Regions from separate parts of the Mus musculus genome. Here regions 2, 3, 4, 5, 6 and 7 are each linked to region 1. A link is a contact called in public Hi-C and promoter capture Hi-C data. All regions are on one chromosome and are shown on one strand. Each heading gives the region's core, a stretch centred on a gene start, on an enhancer-like site or on the middle of the called end of the contact. The rest is flanking DNA. Distances are from core to core; before and after follow the strand shown.

Region 1 (3,436 bases), core at 479-2,978:
TCAATGCAGTTGCAGAGAAACTTGGGGCCAGTTTTACGTTGAAGGCTTCTTGGCTTGTTTAGCAACATATACTATCTGCTTGTGCATGGAAGCTCAGGGTGAGAAGACTCCAAATAAAGTCTCTCAGTACACTCAAGAATAGAGGGAGAATGTAAACGGTCACATTGAATTTTAATCTTTCTGATTTTTTTCTGGACCTTTTAGGAATTCAACTCATGGGTCTGTGCAATAGTTTAATTGTATAAAACTCGCTTTTTAAAAGATTTGTTTATTTATTTATTATATGTAAGTACACTGTTGCTGTCTTCAGACACTCCAGAAGAGGGCGTAAGATCTCCTTACGGATGGTTGTGAGCCACTGAGTGATTGTTGGGATTTGAACTCAGGACCTCTGGAAGAGCAGCCGGTGCTCTTAACTGCTGAGCCATCCCTCCAGCCCTAAAACTCATTTCTTTTTTGTTTTGTTTTGTTGTTTTTTTGAGACAGGGTTTCTCTGTATAGCCCTGGCTGTCCTGAAACTCACTTTGTAGACCAGGCTGTCCTCGAACTCAGAAATCCACCTGCCTCTGCCTCCCGAGTGCTGGAATTAAAGGCGAGTGCCACCACGCCCGGCCCTAAAACTCATTTCTTACTCTATAGCCTATAAACATATCTTTCTGACTTTCAAGCCCCTTCCAGAAGTTTGGCTTTCTGAAATTGTAACACATTAGTGAAACTTTTCCTGTTTTTAATTGAAAAGAAATATTTTTATACAGCATATTTCCCCTCCCTCATCTCCTCCAAGATCTTCCCACTTCCCTTCCTATCTAACTCCCGATGAAAACAAACAGGCATCTTAAAACAACAGAAACATAATAAAAGAGTTTGCCGTGTACCCATATCTTGAGATGACTGTAGATGATGCCCAATTATGTTGTGTGTGGCGTGGGGGTGAGTGGGAATGAGTTTTAACCAGGGTTTGATGCTGCTTGCTGGTCTAGGACTTTTTAGATCTTAGTATGATGGCAGGGACTCCTGGTTGTCTTATCCTGCCAAATGGTTTCAGTCAGAGTTTCCCTAGCCCATTAGAAATGTTCACTAACTTGTAACGCTTAAAGAAAAAAACTCTCCTTCTTCCTGGGAGCTTCCTGTGTAAAGAGCCCAATGGGCTGTTCCTCACTGCACCCATCAACACATCTAGGAGACAGGCTAGGAAGATGGCAGGAAAGTGCCCTGTACTAAAGGGAAAACAGCAGGCACATGCACACACACCACTACCGCCGTCCAACCCACAGAGACAAAAACGTAAAACCTATACAACCTTAATACAGATATGATATAATATAATAAAATAAATATAATATATATAATATAATACATATTTAAACCCTTGGCGTGCAAGCAGAAACTCTATCAGGGCCACTACCATCTTCTTTACAGCAGAAATGTGACCAGTGCCAGTTCTGCAGGATGAGTGACAAATGCTGCCAAGCTTCCGCCGGGTGGCGCCAACGCGCAGAACACAGGCGCAGGCTGGGCGGGGCTGGGACAGAGGAACAGCAAGGGCCAGGAGAGATCGCGCAGGCTCACTATTCTCCTACTGCCTAAGTGGGCGGTCCGCATGGATGATTTGCTTATCTATGAAATAACGCGAGAGTTATTTCAAATCCCGCACCTACCCTCTCCCTCTCTATAGGCTAAATCCTGCCCTGGACCCGCCCTTTGGGGCATAAGCCCCGCCTCCACAGAACCTGTTTCCGGTGTTGTACTGCGGCGGTGGTTGGCTGGCTGGGCAGACAACATGGCGGCGTCCGTGCTAGGCTCGCTGCTGCGGACCTTCCGGCAGGTCAGGCCCCTGCCTTTCTCGCCAGCCTACCCCTTCCCTGATTTCCGTGTCCTGTGGGTCCCTCGTAACCCTGTCACCTGTAATGCGCACGGAGGACCGATCCCAAGGCTCCTATCTGCTTTCCCGTCCTGGCTAGGTTAGGAGAGCCCAGAGCAGCAGTCGAGGGCTTGGTATTCAGGTGTGATCCGTCATGTGAAAGCTGCGAGAATGACTCCGGGTTATAAGGAGCCGAGTGTGAGTGGAGAAGAGAGGGGAGAGTCGGATGATTGAGACCTCAGAGGCTCCGATTATGCAAAGAGACTGTAGGGAACTAGCTGTCAGCCAGTGGTGGCTTGGAAGCAGGTGGTGACAATTTCGAATGGGGAGCAGGCCATTCCGCTAAAGCAGAATTAGTTAAAGGAAGGGCCGAGAATTGGCTGTAGAGTTAAGGAGTGGGAGTGTTATGATGCGGATAGAAACTGGAACGAGCAGCAAAGGACGTTGGAGAAGTCTTGGATAGTTTTGTTGGGGAGGGGTGTCAACTAGAGGGAGACCTGGGTGGACCTGGGTTGTTTTTTCTTTACTGTGACATTGCGTCATATCTGTATATTAGAGTGGGGGAACACTGATATAAAGAATAGGGAAGAATCGCTGGAGATCTGCCTTTTTTTTGCAGGCAAGAGGTGATATAGTCTGTGTATGAATTTTGATTTTAGGAATGTGGTTAAGTCATGAATAGCAGTTTCGTCCAGTAGAATTGTAATGCAAACCACAAGGATAATTTAAATATTTTCTAATATTTATATTGAAGTTTAAAAAGGAGGTGCGGTTAATTTTGATAGATATTTTTAGTCAGGTCTATCCTTATCCTAACAAGTCAAAATTAGAATGACTTATGTGACATTTGCATTCTTCTGTTGGAAGCAGGTTTCAAAGTCTGTGTATCTGACACTTAAAATATATATATATCGCAGTTGGGATGCTAACTTTTGCAGTTGGACCAAAACCAAACTTTTAAGCGAGTTAATACCAAGAATTATGTCCCCACTTGTACTGCTTACAGTTCCAGTGCGTATTAGCTGTATCCATGGTTCATGGCCACTGTAATGGACAGAGGTGTCATATAACCAATGAGAGGGGTGTAGAGTGTAGTACAAATACTGCCGAGGGGGCACAGGTATGGTAGTGGGAGTTTGGAAATTCTCTCCAGATTGCTTCTAATTTTATAACTAAGGGTACTGAAGTCATCAGAACCTGAGGGTGTGGGAGAAGGTAACAGTGACTTAAGAAAGAAGAATGAATACACCTGCAAATTGTCCCCAGATTTCCACCTGAGTTGTAGTATGCATGAGGTATGCACATGCACACACAAATAAATGCCATAAGTTACTTCCTAAAACTATTAAGTCTTCCCCCCATGAGATGGCTCAGTGGGTAAAATGCTTGCCACCAAGCCTGTGCAGTTCAATCTAAGGCCCCATGTTGTAGGGGGGTAACTGACTCACAGAAGCGTTGTCCTTGTCCACCCTCCACACATGCCCGTCCATACACAAGCACACATGTGCACTCAGACATGCCAAATAGAATTTAACTGCTCAAAGTCATTTAACGAGTGACTGAAAGTTTGTAGGA
Region 2 (3,436 bases), core at 312-2,811, 960 kb before region 1:
ATTTAATTCCCAACACTTAGGAATGTGTATAATAATCCAGTTTTATGTATATACTCCAAGTGTATGCTTATCCAGGACCATAAGGTGCCCATCTCTTATTCCCCCTTGGGTTGCCGCTCTCTGTGGTCCAGTGACAGAAGGAATAAGGACAGTAGCCCTAAGTACTGTATCCCTAATCAGAGGATAAAGGAGCCTACAACAGATGCATCATCAGACTGGTAGACATCAGACACGTTGAATTCTATCTGCTTCATGTCCAGACAGAGGCTCTGACAAAAGTTGTCCTCCTAAACCGGCCAGGTTTAGACTTAGTTTTCATTTCCCAGGGGAACTAGGCGAGTATTGCTGCTTCAATGCCAACAAAGACGGAGTTATCAATGAGGTTTTACAAAAGGTTGGAGATAATTTAGATAAGTGACATCAGGGACAAGAAGCAAATAATTTCTGGTACTATAAAATGTTTGATTTGAAAGAGTAATAAAGACAAAATTCTAGGCCTTTGGGCCCAGGCTTGGGAATTTTGCCTTTGTGACTCAATGCTCCAAGGTATGCTAATCATAAAACAGATATCAACATTCCTCCACCCATCAGCTTCCTGGGTTCAAAGAGTGTTAATTCAAAGAAAGTCACCCTGACCATTGCTGGAACCCACTATGCAAAGGTGCTATTGCTAGGGGCTCTTAGATTGTTAGGGGCTCTTAGAAACTGTCTTGAGAGATAACCTGACACTTGTGACTTTGTACTTCCTTGTGACTCTTAACTGGTATTTTTGGTATTTTCCAACAACGCCCTTCCCACCTCCTTAAGTTGTGGTTTCTTCCTTTAAATACCCCCTAACCCAGCTACTCGGGGCGCCACGGTCCTCTACCCCTGCGTGGTGTATGACCGTGGGCCGAGAGCGCTCTTGAATAAAAATCCTCTTGCAATTTGCAGCAAGACCGTTTCTCGTTGGTGATTTTGGGGTGTCGCCTCTCCTGAGTCAGAACGTGGGGAAGTCCTCACGTTGTGGCTCTTTCAGATTGAAACCTAAGGCTTGTAACCCTTTTTCACTGCCCTGGCCCCTTACTCCTCCTAACAGGACTTCAAAATCTAAACAGAAAAAAAAAATCTAAACGAAAACAAATTATATTCCTGCCACACAATCGGGAAAAAGCGCGAAGCCGCAAGAGAACACAAGTGAGCTTAGTATTTTCCAGATAATAATCCATAGCCGCATGCGCGCTCGCTCACACGCATGCGCAACACCACTGCTCCGTACCGCCGCAGTTTTAGCTGGGCAATCCGCCAGCGTCCACCCGGGGCACGCTTAAGCAGTTGCTTTTCGAGCGTTCCCGGTCCACTAGACCAGATTCCCCGTCCTTTCCCCTTCCACCCTTTGGCTCCATGAAAACGGCCATCTCTCTACTACGTCAGAAAGGAAATCAGCTTTCCACTCGGAGAACTACACGCTCGGCATCTCCGTACAGCCCGGCGCCGGCGCCGGCGCCTGCGCGCGCAGCTGCTCCGCTGCCCCGCCCCTTCCGCCGCTCATGCGCAAGCCCGACCGCCTCGGCGCGCCCGGGTTGGCTGCCCCGGCGGCCTCCTCGGCAGTCATGGCTCCTCGGATGTGATAGTTTCCCCCGCCCCCTCGCGTAGGACGCGGCGGCGGGGCGGCGGTGGGAAGCCTAACTTTATTGTTCCCCCGGCCCGTCTCCCGGCGCGTCCTCAGGATGCTCGGGAGCTGAGCGCCGGGGGCGGCGGAGGGTCGCGGTCTGTCCGGGCCCTCGCCTCGGAGCGCAGGGCCAAGGGAGGGAGTCACGATGTCAGGTAGCCGCCAGGCCGGCTCGGGTTCCGCTGGGACGAGCCCCGGCTCCTCGGCCGCCTCCTCGGTGACTTCCGCCTCCTCGTCCTTATCCTCGTCTCCGTCGCCGCCGTCCGTGGCGGCCTCGGCGGCGACGCTGGTGTCCGGCGGCGTGGCTCCGGCCGCGGGCTCCGGCGGCCTCGGCGGCCCGGGGCGGCCTGTGCTGGTGGCGGCCGCGGTGTCTGGCAGCGCGAGCGCCGGCGGGGCGGTGTCCGCGGGCCAGTCCCGGCTCAGCTGCGCGGCCAGGCCCAGCGCCGGCGTTGGAGGGAGCAGCTCCAGCCTCGGCAGTAGCAGTAGGAAGCGACCTCTGCTCGTCCCGCTTTGTAACGGGCTCCTCAACTCCTACGAGGACAAAAGCAACGACTTCGTCTGGTGGGTTTGCATAGCAGCCCCTGCGTGCATGACCACGAGTTTCTGCTGCTGAGCCTGGCGGGGTCCCGTGGAGGGAGGCCTGTTGGAGGTGCTGGGATTCGAACCTAGAGAGTTGAGTGTTTGCAGAGTTAAGGTTCCCGGTTGGGAGGTGGAGCTGGACTGGGATCCTTAGGCAAAGTGGTGAAATGGGATTGCACAGAAGTGGGTGCTGGTGTCCAGGAACTGAAGGCATTTAAGGGAGTGCTTAAGGATAAAGATGGAGGTCCAGTAAGTGGTTATTAGAAAGGAAGTATTCGGGGTAGGAGGTTAAATCCCTTCTGGTTTTTGTTTTTGTTTTCTTTCTTTTTTTGGCCATCTAGTGGACGAAGTATCAGTCAGGAGTAGTTCATGATTTTCGGAGGTAGAAGACTAGTTAGTGCCTGGTGATTCTGAGGTGTGGGATTGCTGGTCAACACTATATTGTAAAAAAGTAGATGGTGCTCGAAACCTGGTTGGTGATGCTTTACGAAGTTATTTTTGCCCATCCTGCGTTGGAATATGAATTTGAATAGATAGGACACTTGTAATACTGTTAATAATTTTGTAGTCAAAGTTTGTTCACACCCAATTCCAGGTTTCAACTGTTGGAAAAAGGGAAACACATTTTTAGTGTTTCTGTGTTGTATGGAACGATCGCAGCGCTGTGTATACACTGGAATCTCTGACTTGAGAAACGCTTTTACAGTCATTGCATCACAGCTGGCATCTTGAGCGACACAGTAGAATTCAGGCATTTGGCATCTAAGAGGGACTTTAAGCAAAAGATGAATCTGATTGTCTTGAAGAATGCTTTGAATTTTAATTGGGTTTTGATATTACTGGTAAGATTATGAGAGCTTAATGAAGATTTCCTGCTCACAAACTGGTAGAATTCTGGGCCTTTCCTAAGAAGGAACTTGTTGTTTGACTTAATGATGTAGGAAGTTGGCTTGAACAGTCATGCTTGGGGAAGTTAGTTCAGATCACAGTAGAAGATGGGCTTAAATGGTATTATTAAAGATGATAAGCTTAGAGATTGTAACCATTGAGAAAGGTATTAGCTACACTTTCTTGTTCACTAATATAATTCGTAATTTTGCTTTTGTTTAGATTCAGAAGTTGTGTGTGTGTTGAAATAGAATTATAGCTGTGGTTATTTGTAATTTAAGAAGTTTATGGTTGGGTGTAAGAGGTGTTTGCATTCCT
Region 3 (3,436 bases), core at 497-2,996, 940 kb after region 1:
ACTGTAATGCAGCTATTTTAGTAAGCATATTGATGAACCCCAGTAAAATAATCAAACCATAACTGGGAATGCAGTACAGCATCTTACAAATACTACTTTTCCTTGGCAACAGACTCCTCTATATTGTACAGGGTATTACATTTATAGTAAGCTCACAAAATTTCACACTTAATGATTATGGATAACAAAAAACTACTATGCAAAAAGGCAGATTTAAATATTAAGAACCAGAAAATCCAAACTCTTTAGAAATCTAACTCCTACATATAAAATATAAAGCTGTAGTAGGGTATGGTGGTGCACACCTTTTAATTCAGCACTTGGGAGATACTGGCAGGTGGATCTCGGATTTTGAGGGCAGTTTGGTCTACATAGCACGTTCCAAGACAGCTAGGACTGCATAATAGTTCTTGTTTCAAAGCAAACAAACGAGCAAAGAAACCCAAAAATCCCTAGACAACACAAAACAACACAACCAAATAAACGAAGTTGCTATTTTCTGACATTACTAGTTTCGATTTACTTGAAACAAGAACGATTAATTCCAAGCAGGATTTGTTAAGGTTTGTGAATAAATAATCGTAAACGATGCACTGTTAGTAGAAGCTTAATTTCAATCACTGAAATCAATGTTTCATATTCTTAAAAAGGCTTACCTGCGCATTGGCTTTCCTTCCCTGCACCATGAAAAGTATCCTTCACCGTGTTCTAAAGCCGTACCTTCAACAAGAGAGAAGTAGTAGCTTACTAAAAACTGTTCGAGTTCTCCAGCAACTTGTATAATCACTTCACTCATTTCGTCTGTAATCAGGAATCTTACATCCTAATGTAATCTTTGCGTAGATGCGCAATCATAATGTAATGCCTTTAAGAGGACTATCACTAACTAAAGATGCTAAGGTGACAGATTATATGTGAATGTGAGGGTGACTGGGAAAGCAGTCAGGATCAAAATAGTCATGATCGCTAGTTGGTGTTTTCTGCTCAAGAAGCACCTGGGGAGTTTTTTGATTTTTTAACTTCACCATCAAGTATATTTGCAGAGTAATCACTTGATACCAGCAGCAGTACTAATTTAGTGACTCGGATAGGAAAAGCATTGTTTTAGCACTGAATCCGAAGGTTGTTAACTTATTCTGAAGTGACAAGCAGGCCGGAGGCGGTTGCCTTTAAAAACAACTCCACTTCCGACCAGCCCAGCCCGGGCAGCTTGAACAAGGGCAGGGAAAGTAGTTCTAGACTACAACTCTCCCAAGCTCTCGTCTTAGTCGCCGAAATATTGTTCACCGCCAGGATCTTGCTGGCTTCCAGAGAGAAAATGGGAGGCAGAGTGCTCGCTCCCTTAGAATTCCAAGTGAAGCTGTCCAGGATGCGGAGTCCTGCGTCCCCAGCAAGCATTGCACAGCCTTGCCCTGGCTTCAAGACACCTCGGGCAGCCAGCAGCAGCGCAGCCTGGAGCCCTGAAAGGCCCGACCGAGGAACCCTACCGTCCCTTAGAGGCACGACTGACAGGCAGCCTAGAAAGCACTGCCCTGACCCCGCCGGGCAGTTCGGCAAGTTGAGCTCATAGATCTGCAAAGCGAGACCTAGGGCTCTGTTCTCCATCCCGTGCTCTAGAGCTCTGACTTACTGGCTTTGACACTTTTCTCTCTGCGGCACCCTCTCTGCCTTCTCCGCCCTCTCTGCCTCCACCTCTGGAGCCGCTAGCGCAGGCAGGATGCGGCTCCTGCAGCGATTTCCTTTCCCTGCACCCGCCCAGATCCAGAAACAGGAAGCGGTCCGATGGCTAAATCCTTCCCACGGAACTGCACGTGTTCGGGCAAGTAGTTCCGTCATGGCTCCGGAAGTAGCTGTGCCTTTCGCTGAGCGTTTCCCAGGACTGGTACCATTAGTCGATCTGACTTTTACAATATACTTAGAGAGCAACCAAATAAAATATGTATGAGGTGAGGGTTTCATTTTTGAGTATATAACTAAAAGTCTGTTGCTGATGTATTGAAAACTATACAAGGCTATTATTAACCAAAATTTCTTTAGCTGAACTTTATTTGACATCTATAGACTCTGTGCAGTTGTTTTTGATAGGAAATATACCTCATATTAATAAACTTGTAGTGGGAATGATTGGTCTTTAAATTCAACTTCTAATTCTAGTTCTATGATACACTTTGTCATTTGGCCAAGTTTTTTCTTCATATGTACCAGTGATATATAAGTAAATAATATATGTACTAGTAACAGCTATGGATACCCCATTTATTATCAAATACTTAGCATATAACATTGTGTATTAGTTTATCAGTTCTAGTATCTCTCTTATTGAAGGATTTATTACCATTTTTCCAAATGGTGGTAGCATTATGTTTCAGATAGTGCCATTCCAGTCGGTACCAAAGCGTTATGTAACTTACAAAAGGGTAAGGGTATCTACGGAGCATAGCCTGTAAGGGTTAGAGCCACAACTTGATGCCGTGTACAATGGTTCTAGATTCTGGCCACAATTATATTATATCTTCCTCCAGAAAGGTTCAAGGATTCTCGTTGGTCCATATTATTGGTACTTTCAACTTTAATTTTTTGCCAATCTGATGGGTATAAAATAGTTTAGATGTACATTTTTCTGATCCATTGAAATGGCATCTTATATGTGCACCTCTCAGGTTTCTTTTGTGTAGATTGTCTAAAAGTCATCTTCAAAGTGACTCAGATTCTTCCAAAATATGAGTCATGATTTTAATTCTTTATAGCTATACAGTTCTATAGCAAGGGAGTTATAAAAACATTAAGGAATGCTAGTAACTAAAATGGGCTTTTAAGCCAGGGTGAAAGTAATATTTCCTATTCTTAACCCATTGATTCCTTCTTAACCTACTACCCACTGTAAGCTGGCTTGTGCTTCAACTACTCTGTTTCTTTTTAAAGGGGAGGAGTTCAGTGTGAATCAGCTCTTCATATTTATGCCAATTAACAAAGTATACATAAAAATAAACATATGAAAAAACTGGCATTTCCAATTATTATAGAACTCCTACAATCCCATAGGCGTCCTCTTAGGGATCCTAAATTTCTAGTTGAAAATATACTTAGAACTGGTTTTATAATGTGTGAGTCTGGGGCAATAAACAATACTCTGGGGGCCAATGAGCTTAACTTTTAGACATTTGATGAGAAATAGTGTCCTATTTGTCATGTTTAAAGGACATAGAATCCAAGGCTTAGTTGTAAACAAGACCCATGAGACTCTTGGTTTTGTCAAATCTTCATTTCTGAGGAAATAGACATTATAAAATTAAAACACAAGTTGTGTGGTTGCTTAATTACAATATCAGTATATCTGAAAGTGATGTACAGGATTTGCATTAAGAAAATATGTAGCAGGGAATCCATATCTGGTCTCAGTGATCAGGGAAAATATGGTTGGCAGCACTTAAGATAT
Region 4 (3,436 bases), core at 620-3,119, 880 kb after region 1:
GTACTTACTGGGAATAACACTATTAGACTTTTTCAAAACAAAACAGAACGGAAAAGGCAGTGACTTCCGAGAAATTACAAAAGTGGCAAATATTATTCTCTGCCTGGATAAAAACTAGCAAAGGTTGGAACTATTTGGGAAAACGACCTCCATGTATTCCTGAACCATTTTCTTCAGTTTACCTGCGGTACTGAATCCATCCACACAGAGTGACTTCTTGGCCTAAGTGGGACGAACGCAACTCTCCACATGTGTTGGTCCGAGCAACAAAGCTACTGAATTCTTTAAGAAGAGAAGGAAAAAGCACTTTAAAAGGCATCAGTAAGAATGTTTGTAGTTTTCTTTAAAAATACTCTCCATTCATGATGTATCAGCTCTTTCAGGTCAATGGGTGAAGTTGTAAAAATTTTAAATTAGATGTGTGTGTGTGTGTTTATGTGTGCGTACCCACAGGTATGTGGGCTCACATGCCACGGTGCCCCTGTGGAAGTCAGAGGACAACTTGTTGGATTCTGTTCTCTTCTTCCATTCACAGTGTGAGTTTTGGGAGTCAACTCTGGTACTCAGGCTTGGCAGGAAGTGCCTGAAGCCACTGAGCCATCTTGTAGGTCTGATGTAGTTTATAAAATAGCCTAGATTATACAATATCCCTATTGTGTTTACCTGCACAAGTGTCAAGGCCCAAGCAAATAACTGCCCCAAAGGAAAATTTTGCCTTCTGTTTAAAAATCTAAACCTTGTACATAAACTAGCACTTGAAGGGACATAAAATGGTAGCTGTCCATTTTGGTAAGTGACATATAATTTTAGAAATTACCTGCTTGACAGTGCAGTTAGTATTTAACTTTAGTACAAGTATAGTTTATAACAATCATTTGTAAATCAATAAACTATTAGAAAAGATTTTATTTAAATTATTACTTTAGTTTTTCTACTAATAGTATACACTACACAGGCTATCTACTTTTTTTTTATAATCAAGGGGGGGACCTTAATTATAACTAATCAAGAGAATGAATGACCTGGTATTAAAATGCAGTTAGAATCAGGGAAACAAGCTGTCAAAAACAGGCGGAAGCTCGTAGCTGCCTTCACCTGGAATTCTTTGTGAACTCAACGCCAGATTTCTGGAAAGAGAACCCCAGATTGGCCGCATGGTCTTCCCGATGGGTCTGGATAAACCCCTGCATAGACGACTTAACCAAAAACCAAGATACATGTTGAAGTCCCGGGATCCGGAGAGACAATCACGAATCCCACGCTGCAGGTGTGGTGGTGCTCAAAACTCGGTTTTCGGAATACCTGGGAACCCTTAAAATTCTAGTTCCCACGCAAATGCATCCAGACCCTGCTCCGCTGAACGTTCTAGTATCTACAAAGTAGATTGACCTGCAAGGTCTCCAGAGACCTTAGGTGAGTGGGTAGGGGGAAAGCCTTTGCTTCCTTCAGTGCATCAGTTCCCACTTTAATTAAACAAGGCTGAGCCCCGAAGATGCCTCAACAGCAGCGCCAGTGCCAGAGCGCCCCAGCCGGAAGGCCGGCCACCAGGCGCGCGTCCTCCCTTTATTCCCACGTATCTCGAAGGTGACCAGGGCATAAGCAGAAATATAAGGAGGTGCAGCCTCGTGTTTCAACTTTCCCAAACCTGGCGGCCCATCCTGGATTTTCCTGAAAGGTGAAGACGAACAAATCCAAACAGCTCTGAGGTTCAAACCCAGACACAAACCACATCCACAAGCCAGTCCCTCTGACGCCCGGCGAGCGCCAAAGTTACGCAAGGATTCCGGCCAATCAGGACGAGGGCGCCTCCGCCATGTTTATTGTGGGCGGCAGTATGCGGGAAAGTTTCGCACCGGTTGGAAAACGGAAGAACAACGCGGCGCAATAGGGGATTGGGAATTTGAGGCTATTGATTGAAGCCTTCCAAGCCTTGCCCTCAGTTAAAATGACGACTTCAGTTGCTTTCAGTTACGTGAAATCGGAGGGCCACAGGCGAGGCTTTCCGAGTCGGCCGCAGGGCAAGTCGGGAAATGATTTTAAACTGGAGGGCGTGGCGTGTGTGGAAAAGCGCCTAGACGAGCGGAACTTTCAAGTCTACCTTTGATCCCCGGAGAGCTCCGGAGAAGGGTCTTTGGGGACTCCCTGTTTTTCGTGGGCCGGCGCCAGCTTCCGAAGAGCGAGGATCATAGAGCCGGGCAGCTTGGGAAGCCGAGCTGTCTCTCCCGGGGGAAGTCGCAGGTCTTGCTCGAGCCTGAGGGAAGCTAGGTTCACTCCAGGACTCCTGATGTCTCTTCTGAACTCACCGGGGATTGCTTCGGTTCTCTCTTAAGCAGTCATTTTGGCCACTTTCTTCTTCTTAAAAAACCAAAACCTTTCGTCTCGACGTAGTCTTGGAGCAAAACTTGAAGGATGATTCGTGAATCCGGAGTGGATGACAGTGTCTTTACGACATAGTTTTGGTAAGAGCTTTTGGGTCCTCGACTGGCCGTGTACTGCATTTCTTTCTGTTGTGTGACTGTTGTCTTTGCAATGCTTTTGTGTATTTAAGATGTGTACAAACGGAAGCTAACGTCAACGTGAGCGTTAGTATGGGAGCAGTGGGTTGACTTTTGTGGCAATATTGCAGTGACTAACTCAGGGACTTTCTTCATGGACTAACCACAAGAAAAACTACTGAGTTTTAGTTGTGTGTTAGGAACTGAGTACAAGAGAATTTGATGAGAGATATAGTTCCGTGGATACTAGAAAGAGGCTGATAGGACCCTTTGCCACGGGCATAAGAGTCAAAGGAGGCGAAGAATTGAGAAATTCGTAGAACCTTTCCCTCCAGTCACCTGGCAACATAGCAGCGTACTTACTAATAGGGTCGTTTGAGGAGTGAACAGTAGTACCAGATATGTCCCAGGACTAGGGAGGCTGAGGCAAGAGAATTGCCGTGAGTTCTAGGCCAACCTGGGCTACACAGAGAGACTGTCACTCGATATAAACAAAACACCCCCAAACAAAAGAATATTCGTTAAAGGCTTAATCTTTGTTAAGTGCTTACAAACATGCCTGAAAAGTAATGTATACTTAGCAGTTATTGTACTAGTTAGCCTACTTTAAAGAAAGATTCTGTATAAACAGAACTGATGAAGACTCCTATCTAAATAGCAAACAAGTGGGGAGAAGAACGGGAGGAGGTGGTGGCAGAGGGAAGACGCTGCCTTCTGAAGGAAAGTTCAGTTGATGGAAGATTTTTAACAGAGGGGTTCGGATAAGTGGGACCTGCATGGCTGCTATGGACAGGAAGAATTTGTAAAGTCAAAAATAATAAAAAAGACTAGGAGCTCTCCTGCCAAACCCAATACTGCTCTGATGAGAAGGCCAAGGGTGTCTGTAAAGATAAAGATGTCTTCCAGAAGTTGGCCTGGGACCTCCACAGGCATAAGAGCCG
Region 5 (3,436 bases), core at 411-2,910, 840 kb before region 1:
GCATCACTCTTCTTCCTTCCCACTAAGCTTAGAGTCATGATTTTAGGAGAAAGTGCTCCCATAGGTATGTGTGTTGAACATTTTGTCCTCAGATGGTGGCACCATGTGGGGAAACTAGATATTTTGGAAAGTGGAGCCTAGCTGAAGAAAGTGGGTTACTAGGGTTTGCCTTTGAAGGTTATGGCTAGTTATCCCATTACTCAGTTTCCTGTCTGCTAAGAAGTGAACTGCCTCCTCCACATACTCTTACTGCAGAGATAGTTTGCCTTATCAGAGGCCTGGAGCCAAGAACTATACTGAAACTGTGAACCAAAACAACTTTTTCTCCTTGTAGTTTTTCTTAAGCATTTTGTTATAGCAATGCAAACATAACTAATACATTTGCCTTGGCTTCATCCTAGGCATTGGAGTGGGAAATTGTAGATAATAGCAAGTAAATCGTGATCCCTTCATGAAGCTTTAGGCAGACAATTTGCATATAATAAAGTCCTATAAAGTAAAACATTATGGTGTTTATAAATGAAAACTGCCAAAATAATGATACATAGTTAAAAGATTGTTTAAAAGGCATGTCTACTGAGTTATTAAGTGGGTTGTATAAAGGATTTGGGATTTCAGTTGATTAAAAAAAAAGTTGCCGGGCAGTGGTGGCGCACACCTTTAATCCCAGCGCTTGGGAGACAGAGGCAGGTGGATTTCTGAGTTTGAGGCCAGCCTGGTCTACAGAGTTGAGTTCCAGGACAACCAGGGCTATACAGAGAAACCCTATCTCAAAAAAAAAAAAACAAAACAAGACAAAAGGAGGGGGGTTAACTGCTATTTTCTACCCACTAATCAAACAGGTACCAAGAAGGCAGTTACACATGTTGATCCTGCCAAAAGACTAGAAAATGTCTTATGATTGTTGACAAGTTACTTAACTGATGATAACTTCAGATGGGTAAAACAGCAAAAGAAAGTCTTCAGAACCTATCGTGTTGTTACAACACTAAAAGGAACTCCAGTGGCTATGGACATCTGTATCCTTGGAGATAACTGGTCAACCAAGTGTCCAAAATGATTTCACAGTCAACTGTCTGTCTGAAGTCTGGACCTACATGGATCATCCCTCCAGATCCCTTTGAGAGCTCAGACTCTCCTCCAGATTCATTCATTCACAGAGAAGAAATCAGGAGGAATGGCTATTTCCCTACTGTAATAGGTAATATAAAGAGTGGAGAGCCTACTTTCCCTTTCGGAAATTGACTTCTTCCTCCACTTCCACTTTACCCTTCTTCTGTTTTGTTTTTCATCTTTTTAATAAATGTATTGAAAGTCTATAATAGCTATATAAGTACATCTGGCTTGCAATTCATCCATGTTTTCTTAAGGAACAGGGTGTCTTCTTTCTGAAACAATCCTCAACATGATATCCCTGTCCTAGATTTTCTAGGAAGCTGAATGCCTACCTTTAGTTGGCATCTGACTCTGATTTTCAAAATGAATTCCATAAAGACATAGGAAGGTTATTTTGCTCTCCCCAGATACTAGAATCAAGATGGGACAATCTGACTAAAAGTGCTGTCAGTCCTCTTTTTTGAGCACCAGTGCTAAAAACAGTTTGCTTCCAAGTTACAACCTACACACAAGGATATGAGCTGGCCATTGAGAGAGTTCTACAGCCTGAAAATTTCACTAGCTTACTACCCAAGCTTGTTAGGAACCAGGACACCACACCACACTGTCTCCTTCAATACAGAACAACTGAGCACATCAGAGATCCATTTAGAGTAGGTGCTAACAGCAGCCCTTGAGAACTTTCCACCAGCAGCTAGTTGAGCTTTCTCAGCATTAGCTGGCATGTGTCCAGTGATCATGCTGCAGACTTGCCAACCTTATCTGGCTTTCTTGCCAACTGTCCAAACCCAGACTGAGGGAATGGTGGTGTAAGACTGCAAGGACAGACTTGCAGAAGCTACTAAGTTTGGAAATAATCTAGAGAGCGACTAATCTGGAGAATGGACTGGCAACACATTAAAATAGGCAGCTGTATTGGAGAGTCAAAGCTCTTTACTAAGAGAAGAAACCCTACCCTGGCCAGACTGTGAAGGAAGACAACTGTGTGTCATTGCAAATAGAACACTGGAGAAAAGTCTGTAGAAAGAGACTGGAGGAACCAATTTCAGAATCTAGTTGTCAGGAAAGCCCGCCAAGAGAGGGCATTCATCTAGAGGACCCTAAGCAAGGGACTCAAAGTTGACAACTTGATTGAGTCAGTTTGGGAAGTGGTAAAGTATCAATGACTTCTGCTCAGCCTTGCCTTACCTTACCTTTCCTGGTACACATTGGCATTGCTTATCCTGCAGTTCCTCAGGAAATGCCCCTTTCCATCTAGCCAACCATCAGTAGACATTGTGTTTCCAGTCAACCATTTATGTGTTTCTTCTCCTCTGTGGTCCCAGAGAGGTAAGTGCTATATGAACTGAGGGACATGCACTCTGCTTTCCCCTAACCCTCTTTTGGCTGTGCTGGGCAAGTTAAAGGCAAACGTAGTCTATTCTCCATAGGAACCGTATCTAGAGTTCCCCAAAAGAAGGCCCCTGAAGTAGTTACTGTGTACCTTTCAGAAAAACAGGGATATACTCAACAGTGTCAATCAAACTGAGCCAGCAAAGCTTCCAAAAATAAAATTAGCTAATTAAAAATTCTTAAAATCACCATATTGTTCAGGACCCTACAAACCGATGACACTAGACAGAGTGAAGACATAGGACCAATAACCACTTCCAAGAAAGACAAGTCATAAGCTCTGTAAAACAATACTTTTTGTCTGGTGAGATGGCTCAGCGGGTAAGAGCACTGACTGCTCATCCAAAGGTCCTGAGATCAAATTCCAGCAACCACATGGTGGCTCACAACCATCCATAATGAGATCTGATGCCCTCTTCTGGTGTGTCTGAAGACAGCTACAGTGTACTTACATATAACAATAAATACAATCTTTTTAAAAAAAATACTTTTTGTCAAAAGATCAATTACAAGGAATGAAGGTGGTTATGTAAGAATTAAGACAATAGATAATGTAGAGAGGGAGATGTAATATTACTTTGCAATATTAAAGCACTTTTAGTAAAGAAGACATACATTTTGTCTGATATTGGAGAAACAGACATACTTATCCCATCAAGTACTGTAGTCACCAACCCTTTGGTGGTCTAACCAAGGTTCCATCATGTGAGATTTCTCTGCAATCAATCTCCTCCATTTTTCTCCTGTCCTCCTAGCAGCTAAGTCTGAACTTTTGTTTGCTTTTACTTATGAAAGAGCTCAATATGTGTAGCAAAATACTTCAGAGGTTCCAGATGCGCCTACTATTTTTTCTAGTCATTTATAGGAAGTTTGTTCCACCAGAGGAGTGTATGAACAGTATGAACAACAATTTACTGGGAACCGCAGA
Region 6 (3,436 bases), core at 443-2,942, 840 kb after region 1:
TGACTGCTACACTGCGAAAAATTCAAGCTATGCCCATACTTTATTAGTAGACTATATAAAATAAAGACAGGAGTTCACTAAGAAGGGGCATCAAACACATACAGATTGGGTATAAAGTCTAATATCCTACATGAATGGTCGCTATTATCACTACTTTTCCCCATGAGACAGTGTCCCTCTATATAGCTCTGGATGCCCTATAACTTGCTCAGTAGACCAGACTAGCCTGGAACTTAGCGATCTACCTCCAGGAATGCTAGAATTAAGCCACCCACCAGATATTTGTTTTTGACAGGGTCTATGAAGCCCAGGCTATTCCTGGAACTCACTATGTAGACCATCTGGTTTCTAACTCAAAAAGAGCTGACTGCTTCTGCTGAGATTAAAGAATGCTCGTGTTAGAGGTGTTTGACTACCATGCCCGATTAGGCCCATATTTTTAAGCTTACCAGTTTGAGCTCCCACTTTTTGAATATGGGACTCTGAGGTGACTCTGAGAAACATTCCACAGCCCTGTCAGCATTCAATTCACATGCAGAGAATTTGTGGCCTAGTTGCCAGAGTTAGCAAAAACTAAGTAATACTTTTTCTCCCCAACAAACTTGAAACTTGGGTATTCCAAAGTGGTGATGCTACTTTGACTGGGAAAGTTGGTTTCCCACAGCTGCTGACAAAAATAAAGCCTGAAATTTCACACCACAAAGACTGCAATTGCATCAAATAGTCTTAATTAGTTGAGGGTAGTTCCAGTATACCACAAGGATTTAGGCTCACCGTGCATCCAATGTTTCTCTAAATTTATGAGACTACACAGCACACCAGGAAGTAGTCCGGACAAGCTCACTTTATCACCTCGCATTTACAATACACTTATTGAGTAAACAGGTAAGTGCAAACACGGCTTTCAAGACGCAACTTTAACCAATCTGACCTTTTTCCAAAGCGTTATTGTTTGTTTTGAAACTTTTAATCCATTAAGTGCCTCTGTCGATGCCATCACGAATTCAGATGTTTATTTTGGAGCCTACACCAGCGCCTTTTTTGTTTGCTCTTTCCAGCGATTCCCCAGTGAGGAGGAAGCCCCTGGAGTAAAGTCTTTCTCTAGCGTCGGCACTGAAGGGGCGAGAGCTGTAAAAGGGAGAATCGGGAACGCTGGGGTTGGCCAGTCGGGTACTGGGGAGGCCTCTATCAGTGTCAAGAAGCATGGGAAAAGGGGGACCTGGCTAAGCGAGGAGGTGGCACAGATGCCGGGAAGCTCGACAGGAGCAGAGCCCCGCGGCAAGGGAGTTGCGGGCGCACAGGTGAGGCGCGGGACCGGGAAGGGGGCGGCGCCCCGGGATCGGTCTAGGGCGGCGGAGGTTGCCGGGGCGGGGGTGTGTCTGGGTGTGGCCCCGGCGCGCGCGCGGGGTCCTGAGGGAGGGGCTCGCCAAGGGGGCGGGCCCGCGAGCTCGACAGCCCGGAGCCAAAGGGGCGGAAGGTCGCCGAGTGCTGGGAGGGGAGGTGGGGCAGCGACTGAGCGCCGCAGGAGCTGGCTGCAACCCAGACGCGGCCCGGGAGCGTCGGGTATGAGCTAACGGGGCGGGGGTGCGGGGAACGAGCCCAGTCAAGGAGCAGCACCTACCTCCGGGGGTGGAAATGGGCCGGAATGGGCCGGAACACCGTCCCGGAAGTGAAACCCCCCGCCCCCTCCTCCGGAGCGAGCGACGTGCCGGAAGGAAATCAGTCACCCTCACCCCGCCCCACCCCCAGCGCTTTCCTTGCAGGAGCCCCCTCCCCTCAGCCTGTACTCCTCAGGGAGGCGGAGGGCGGGCCTATCGTGCCCGCGGCAACTCCGCCCTCCGGGCTCTCGGGGGCGTGGCCAGAGGGAAAGTTTTGTGGGCCTGAAGAAGGTGGGGCTTGAGGAGGAGTCTGAGGGCGTGTGAGGGGCGGGGTTTAAGTGGACGCAGCAAGCAGCTTTGCGTCTTGACGTCACGAAGACCTTATATACTCGACTCAGCCGCCATCTCAGCCTTTCGGAGCTGTGCGGCATTCTGAGCAGGTATGCAATTTCCTGAGTATGTTATGGCTTCGGGCCTTGGAGGCTGAAGCACTGGAAGCTGGTGGGATTCCCGGCGCAGCCGGTGAGCTTAGTTCAGGGCACAAGCTGGAAACTTTAGGAGGTTGGTTCTGCGTGTATTTGTGACATAAAATAGCATTGGGTTTTGGTCTGGACACCAGACAAAGACGACTCAGCATGCGTGTTCATGCTATGATGAAGGCTATGTTGGTAGGGACAACTGAGCTTGTTGATGAATACCAACGATTCTGATGGCAGAGCATGCTGAGTCACCTCGTGCACGGTTCAACGGGGGTGGAATGCGAAGCCACGCGGTGTTTCTTTCGCGATCACCATGGGATGAAGGCTTTTGCTAGAGATTGCCAGCAGGCCTTAGTCACTAACAAAGAGGACGATTGCTCTTGGGAAGTACCTGGATTAGAGACTTATATGTAACTGCTGGATATGTGCAACTCAACAGTGCCTATGTGGACGGAGTTCTTTGTAAGACAGGTCCATTTTGTGGAAGTAGAACTACTAAAGATTAACATTTTTCTTAGGAATGGCAGTGTGGACCTCTGTGATGGGACATCTTGTGGGATCTCACAGCCAGGTAACTCAGTGGGGGAGGGGCATGACTAGAACATAATGACCACAAAGCCCATGATGGTATGAGAGTAGTGGACAGAAGGGATTTCTGAAAAACACTTTTCTGAGGCTTTAATTCAGCTACTGGAAAGGGTTTAGTTCCGTGAAGAAGGGGACTGACTGTTCACATCTCTTATTTCCAGTTCTGTGGCAAAGGAGGATGAAGGCTTACGAGGTGAGTACTGAATAGTAATGAGAAGTTAGGTTGAAAGGACAGTGCCACAATGATGACATCATATTTGCTACTCTTGACAGCTGGGGTGACGATAGCTTTAAACCACCATGATTATAACTGAGGCACACAAAATAATGATTTGGGGGCTACTTACAGAGTAAGCAGTTTTTACATAAAGATTCCCCCCCCCCAGGACTCGTCAGGAAGCTGGATAACAGAGCGAGCGCAATGTAAGCAATTTTGTGTGTGCATGTGGTCCCATTACAAGGAATACCCAATGGCAAATGAGCACTAAAGATCCCTCAACCCACACATTGAATGTATTGTTCCCTGAGAGCAATTGTAGATAGAGGAGTGGGTGGGAAGTCTGAAGTCAGGGCATTGTTTCTGCGTATCTGAGGAGGCTGGTTTTTGATATGTGGGAGCTAGTGGTCGTTAACGCATTTACCCCCTATTTGGTGGACTCTGGTTCCCCCATCTTAAGTGCTGAGTCAGGGGCCTAACCGGGCAGCTTTAACTATTTGTTTGTTGTAGGTGCTAGAATAGAAGACCAGAAAATGAAATGGTAAGTCAAACTA
Region 7 (3,436 bases), core at 627-3,126, 810 kb before region 1:
AGCAGCCAGTGCTCTTAACCAGAGCTATCTCTCCAGTCCCTTATTTACTGTTTATATTCAGTCCAATAGGATTAGTGGTTCCCATATAGAAATGGGTGTGGGGACATTTACTGAGGGGTGGGGAACTGAACACTCTTCTCTCCTAAAGAAAGGTGACAGCAGTCATCAGTTGACTCAACTAGGAGAGGAACCTCAGGATCGCCTCCCTAAGTCCTATACTGCTTTCCTAATAGGTACAAAGCCCCAAGTTCATTCCTTAGGGGAGGTCTAGAAATGAAATGTAAGAGCCAATGAAATGCAGAAATCTATGTGTTAAATGGTATACTTATTCAGAAATAAATTAGGTAATGTGAGCAGCATATATTTTAAAGGGTAAGTTTTCTAAGATGAAAGTATTAATAGAAAAGCTAAGTAATAAGGAGGGCCCAAAGGAGGATGCTTGAATCTCACAGAGAAGGGGAAATAAAGTAGACATGGGAATGGATGGATAGAGGGAGGGAACTGGGTGGTAGATGGGGTGGGGAGGTGAACAGGAGGGATCAAGTGTGGAGAAGGAGAGAGAACTGGAATTGGTAGTGGTGGGGGCTCATGTCTGGGACAAGCTAGAAATCTAGGAAAATGGAAACTTCCAGAATTCTATAAGGGTGACCCTAGCTAAGACTCCTACTAATGGGGAATATAAAGCCTGAATCAGCCATCTCCAGTAACCAGGCAAGACTTCCAATGTAGGGATTGAGACACTAACCCAGCCACAAAATCTTATACCCATAATTTGTCCATAATATGTCGGGGGTAAATGATGATGCAGAATTTGAGGAAGGGCCAACAAATGGCTGGCCCAGCTTGAGACCTATACCATGAGGGGGGCCCACCCCTGACATCATAAAAAATTAATGATATTTTGCTATACCCGCAGACAGGTGCCTGGAATAATTGTCATCAGAGAGGCTTCACCAGAAATGGATGGAAACTGATACAAAGATTCACAGCAAAACATTAAATGGAGCTTGGGGAATCCTGTGGAAGAAGGAGTGAAGGAGTCAGAGGTCAAGGACACCACAAGAAAACCTACTCCATCAACCAACCTGGGCCCACAGGGACTGAACTGCCAACCAGAGAGCATGCAAGGGATGGCACTAAGCCATCTGTACATTTGTAGCAGCTGTGTGGCTTGGTCTTCATGTGGGACTCCTATAGAGGGACCAGGAGTTCTCTCCGACTACATTGCCTGCCTTTGAATCCCTTTCCCCTAACTGGGCTGCCCTGTCTCGTCTCAACAGCTGAAAATATGCCTAGTCCTACTGCAACTTGATATGTCAAGGCAGGTTGATGTCCATGGGAGGCCTCCCCTTTTCTGAGGAGAAGGGGAGGGGAGGTGGGTGGAGGGGTTTGGAAGGGGAAGCTGAGTTAGCAATGTAAAGCAAATAAATAACTTAACCAATAAAAAAGAAGAGAAGAAAAAAGAAAGAAAGAAAGAAAGAAAGAAAGAAAGAAAGAAAGAAAGAAAGAAAGAAAGAAAGAAAGGAAGGAAGGAAGGAAGGAAGGAAGGAAGGAAGGAAGGAAGGAAGGAAGGAAGAAGTGGAGCCCCAGGATCTCTTCCCTTCTTCATGCTGGTATTGATGTGTGTGTTTGTGTGTGTGTGTGTGTGTGTGTGTGTGTGTGTGTGTGTGTGTGTGTGTGAGTTCTTGGCATGAGTTCTAATTGCAAGCCTGATGCCAGGAGAAGGCAGAAGGAGGCATCAGATTCCCATGAGACTGGAGTTACAGATGGTTATGTGTTATCACGTGGATTCTGGGAATTGAACCCTAGTCCTCTGACAGCTGAGTCATCTTTCCAGCAGCCTCCACAATGGAATTTTAATTGGCTTGATCTTGTGCAAATCTTGTGTAGATAACCACATCTGCTGTGGTTCACATGTACAAAAGCCAGGCCCTGTGCAGAGGACTGAATTTCACAGCACTCCTTTTTCTGGCTCTTACATTCTTTCTGCCCCTCTTCCTTGATGTTCTCTGAGCCTTGGGAAGGGCACTGCTATCATAGCCCATCCATAGCTGAGCACTCACAGTCACTAATTCTCAGCATCATAAACACTCTGGACTAACCATTATGGACTGTAGGAGGAAGCTTCTCTAATCAAGGTTCAGAGTAGCACAAATCGATGGATATTAACACAAATATTTAGATGACTGTTGGATATTTAAATATGTAATCTAAATATATTGATATTTAGATATTTAAATATTTAGACATGACTTATAAAAAGTAACATCAATATGTTCTCCCCTAGGGCCTATAACTTCCCTAACCTGGAGTTTTGAGCATGTTTGCAGTTCCAGGAATCAATTCCCTCCTGTGGAACAGGCTTCAAATCCAATCAAGAGAGTGGTTGTTTACCCCATAATCATGTGTCACTATTGCAACAGCGAGTACTTCTTGCCCAGCAGGTCAGCCTTGTAGCTTGCAGGGTCCAGTGCTGGGTAAGACCATTGATTCCTTTTCTTCCCCAGCATCCTGGACAGTGCCTTCTGGCATTGCAAAAGCTAACCACCAGGGACAATATTCTGGCCAATTCAAGCTTGATTTCTCTGTATCTTGCAACCAGAGTATGATGTCTTCCATAGAAAGATCTTATCTTCTAGTTCTGGTGAGCAATAAAGACCAATGGCAATAGTCCATGTTGTTTCTTAGGTGCCTCTAGGTCCTGTCTGATTATTAATGCATACGGAGATAACTTGTGCCTGGCACTGAGATTTCTATTTAATAACCTATGCCTTCTGGGAGCAGTGTTGCTCGCTAACGTGGAGTACTTCTCCTCAAACTCCCCACTGAAAATTATACTTTTAATTAGCTTAAAAACTAGTGGGATTTCATAGTGTTTCTTTATATACTCTTAATTTTGTTTAATCCACTTTCCTCTCCTCTGCCTCCCCTGGCTGTGTCCAGTGCACATAAGCCATTAGTTCCCACTGTTCTCCCGAATTCTTTCAAATCACTTCTGTTCTCATCTCCCCTTCTGTGTTGCATATTCTTCTTGAATTCCAAGATGGTGAGTTCCCAACGTAGGTTTTGCTGTGGCATTTTTCTAAACAAAACTTGTTCCATCGATTCTCTCTTCCCCTTCTGCCCTCCCCCACCATCTCCCTGTGTTCTCCCTTCAGGAGTTTCCCTCCACCTGCACAGCACACATGCACACATGGACCCTCCACTTCCTCCACAAAAGGTGCTTAACTATATCCAGTGCCCTCGAGTTACCATTTAGCATTGCAGAGAGGTTAAAGCTCCCAGCTGCTCTCAGGGTTCGGTTTTTTTTTTTTTTTTTTTTTTTTTGGTTTTTCGAGACAGGGTTTCTCTGTATAGCCCTGGCTGTCCTGGAACTCACTCTGTAGACCAGGCTGGCCTTGAACTCAGAAATCCGCCTGCCTCTGCCTCCCGAGTG

The links. Promoter capture Hi-C pulls out the DNA fragments that hold promoters and counts their contacts. Hi-C and Micro-C count contacts between places; a contact is called where the count stands out from the background. Capture Hi-C pulls out chosen DNA fragments and counts their contacts.
Region 2: a contact with region 1 is called in a promoter capture Hi-C map of pre-B cells. The contact joins the promoter of Cop1 here to the promoter of Mrps14 in region 1. A contact is called at or near these places in 18 of 39 promoter capture datasets (the 3T3-L1 cell line, 3T3-L1-derived adipocytes, the C10 cell line and 10 more), 11 of 484 Hi-C or Micro-C datasets (B cells, CD4 T cells, CD8 T cells and 7 more), 9 of 115 datasets of contacts at active chromatin or transcription factors (astrocytes, embryonic forebrain, embryonic stem cells and 4 more) and 1 of 9 other capture datasets (adipose tissue).
Region 3: a contact with region 1 is called in a promoter capture Hi-C map of liver, with 4 times the contacts expected there. The contact joins the promoter of Klhl20 here to the promoter of Mrps14 in region 1. A contact is called at or near these places in 11 of 39 promoter capture datasets (the C10 cell line, HPC-7-derived erythroid cells, cranial neural crest and 6 more), 4 of 484 Hi-C or Micro-C datasets (B cells, muscle stem cells, pre-B cells and 1 more), 5 of 115 datasets of contacts at active chromatin or transcription factors (astrocytes, bone marrow-derived macrophages, embryonic stem cells and 2 more) and 1 of 9 other capture datasets (liver).
Region 4: a Hi-C map of muscle stem cells shows a contact between it and region 1, with 3 times the contacts expected there. The contact joins the promoter of Cenpl here to the promoter of Mrps14 in region 1. A contact is called at or near these places in 5 of 39 promoter capture datasets (the C10 cell line, the HPC-7 cell line, erythroid cells and 2 more), 1 of 484 Hi-C or Micro-C datasets (muscle stem cells), 2 of 115 datasets of contacts at active chromatin or transcription factors (embryonic stem cells and epiblast stem cells) and 1 of 9 other capture datasets (adipose tissue).
Region 5: a contact with region 1 is called in a promoter capture Hi-C map of hippocampal neurons, with 5 times the contacts expected there. The contact joins the enhancer-like site here to the promoter of Mrps14 in region 1. A contact is called at or near these places in 11 of 39 promoter capture datasets (the 3T3-L1 cell line, 3T3-L1-derived adipocytes, HPC-7-derived erythroid cells and 7 more), 2 of 484 Hi-C or Micro-C datasets (cerebellum and cortical neurons) and 7 of 115 datasets of contacts at active chromatin or transcription factors (the SCID.adh cell line, embryonic basal ganglia, embryonic forebrain and 3 more).
Region 6: a contact with region 1 is called in a promoter capture Hi-C map of adipose tissue. The contact joins the promoter of Zbtb37 here to the promoter of Mrps14 in region 1. A contact is called at or near these places in 5 of 39 promoter capture datasets (the HPC-7 cell line, liver, neural stem cells and 1 more), 7 of 484 Hi-C or Micro-C datasets (CD4 T cells, CD8 T cells, cerebral cortex and 4 more), 10 of 115 datasets of contacts at active chromatin or transcription factors (the 230-238 cell line, bone marrow-derived macrophages, embryonic forebrain and 6 more) and 3 of 9 other capture datasets (adipose tissue, liver and macrophages).
Region 7: a contact with region 1 is called in a promoter capture Hi-C map of hippocampal neurons, with 6 times the contacts expected there. The contact joins the enhancer-like site here to the promoter of Mrps14 in region 1. A contact is called at or near these places in 15 of 39 promoter capture datasets (the 3T3-L1 cell line, 3T3-L1-derived adipocytes, cranial neural crest and 8 more), 3 of 15 datasets of contacts at CTCF or cohesin (the NIH/3T3 cell line, large pre-B cells and pro-B cells), 86 of 484 Hi-C or Micro-C datasets (the AML12 cell line, B cells, the BV-2 cell line and 49 more) and 17 of 115 datasets of contacts at active chromatin or transcription factors (the NIH/3T3 cell line, astrocytes, craniofacial prominence and 9 more).

Annotation. Positions count from the first base shown.
Region 1 is chr1:160,193,487-160,196,922 of GRCm38.p6, forward strand. It overlaps Mrps14 (mitochondrial ribosomal protein S14), which reads left to right and starts at 1,729. Exons shown (of 3, transcript NM_025474.4): 1 at 1,729-1,825. The coding sequence starts at 1,781.
Region 2 is chr1:159,230,639-159,234,074 of GRCm38.p6, forward strand. Cop1 (COP1, E3 ubiquitin ligase) reads left to right here and starts at 1,562. Exons shown (of 20, transcript NM_011931.4): 1 at 1,562-2,212. The coding sequence starts at 1,800.
Region 3 is chr1:161,129,733-161,133,168 of GRCm38.p6, forward strand. Klhl20 (kelch-like 20) reads right to left here and starts at 1,747. Exons shown (of 12, transcript NM_001039482.1): 1 at 1,631-1,747; 2 at 657-720. The coding sequence starts at 664.
Region 4 is chr1:161,068,898-161,072,333 of GRCm38.p6, forward strand. It overlaps Cenpl (centromere protein L), which reads left to right and starts at 1,870. Exons shown (of 5, transcript NM_001159930.2): 1 at 1,870-2,459. Dars2 (aspartyl-tRNA synthetase 2 (mitochondrial)) reads right to left here and starts at 1,763. Exons shown (of 17, transcript NM_172644.4): 1 at 1,096-1,763; 2 at 183-282. The coding sequence starts at 1,219.
Region 5 is chr1:159,353,556-159,356,991 of GRCm38.p6, forward strand. Cop1 (COP1, E3 ubiquitin ligase) reads left to right here. Exons shown (of 20, transcript NM_011931.4): 20 at 1-1,317. Among named protein-coding and RNA genes, the nearest start is that of Mir1843b, 15 kb to the left of the region's middle. Within about 2 kb of position 1,661, at least 8 of the 459 cell types and tissues checked have an H3K27ac peak or open chromatin away from gene starts, as enhancers often do.
Region 6 is chr1:161,033,157-161,036,592 of GRCm38.p6, forward strand. It overlaps Zbtb37 (zinc finger and BTB domain containing 37), which reads right to left and starts at 1,693. Exons shown (of 5, transcript NM_001356489.1): 1 at 1,622-1,693; 2 at 932-1,128. Gas5 (growth arrest specific 5) reads left to right here and starts at 1,445. Exons shown (of 11, transcript NR_166052.1): 1 at 1,445-1,563; 2 at 2,596-2,648; 3 at 2,827-2,858; 4 at 3,052-3,088; 5 at 3,393-3,423. LOC115487643 (a small nucleolar RNA gene) reads left to right here and starts at 2,238; the gene lies at 2,238-2,317. It overlaps LOC115487678 (a small nucleolar RNA gene), which reads left to right and starts at 2,694; the gene lies at 2,694-2,755. It also overlaps LOC115487638.
Region 7 is chr1:159,380,590-159,384,025 of GRCm38.p6, forward strand. No RefSeq gene overlaps it. Among named protein-coding and RNA genes, the nearest start is that of Mir1843b, 42 kb to the left of the region's middle. Within about 2 kb of position 1,877, at least 6 of the 459 cell types and tissues checked have an H3K27ac peak or open chromatin away from gene starts, as enhancers often do. A contact at or near this core is called in the NIH/3T3 cell line, the STO cell line and adipose-derived mesenchymal stem cells, where this site is marked.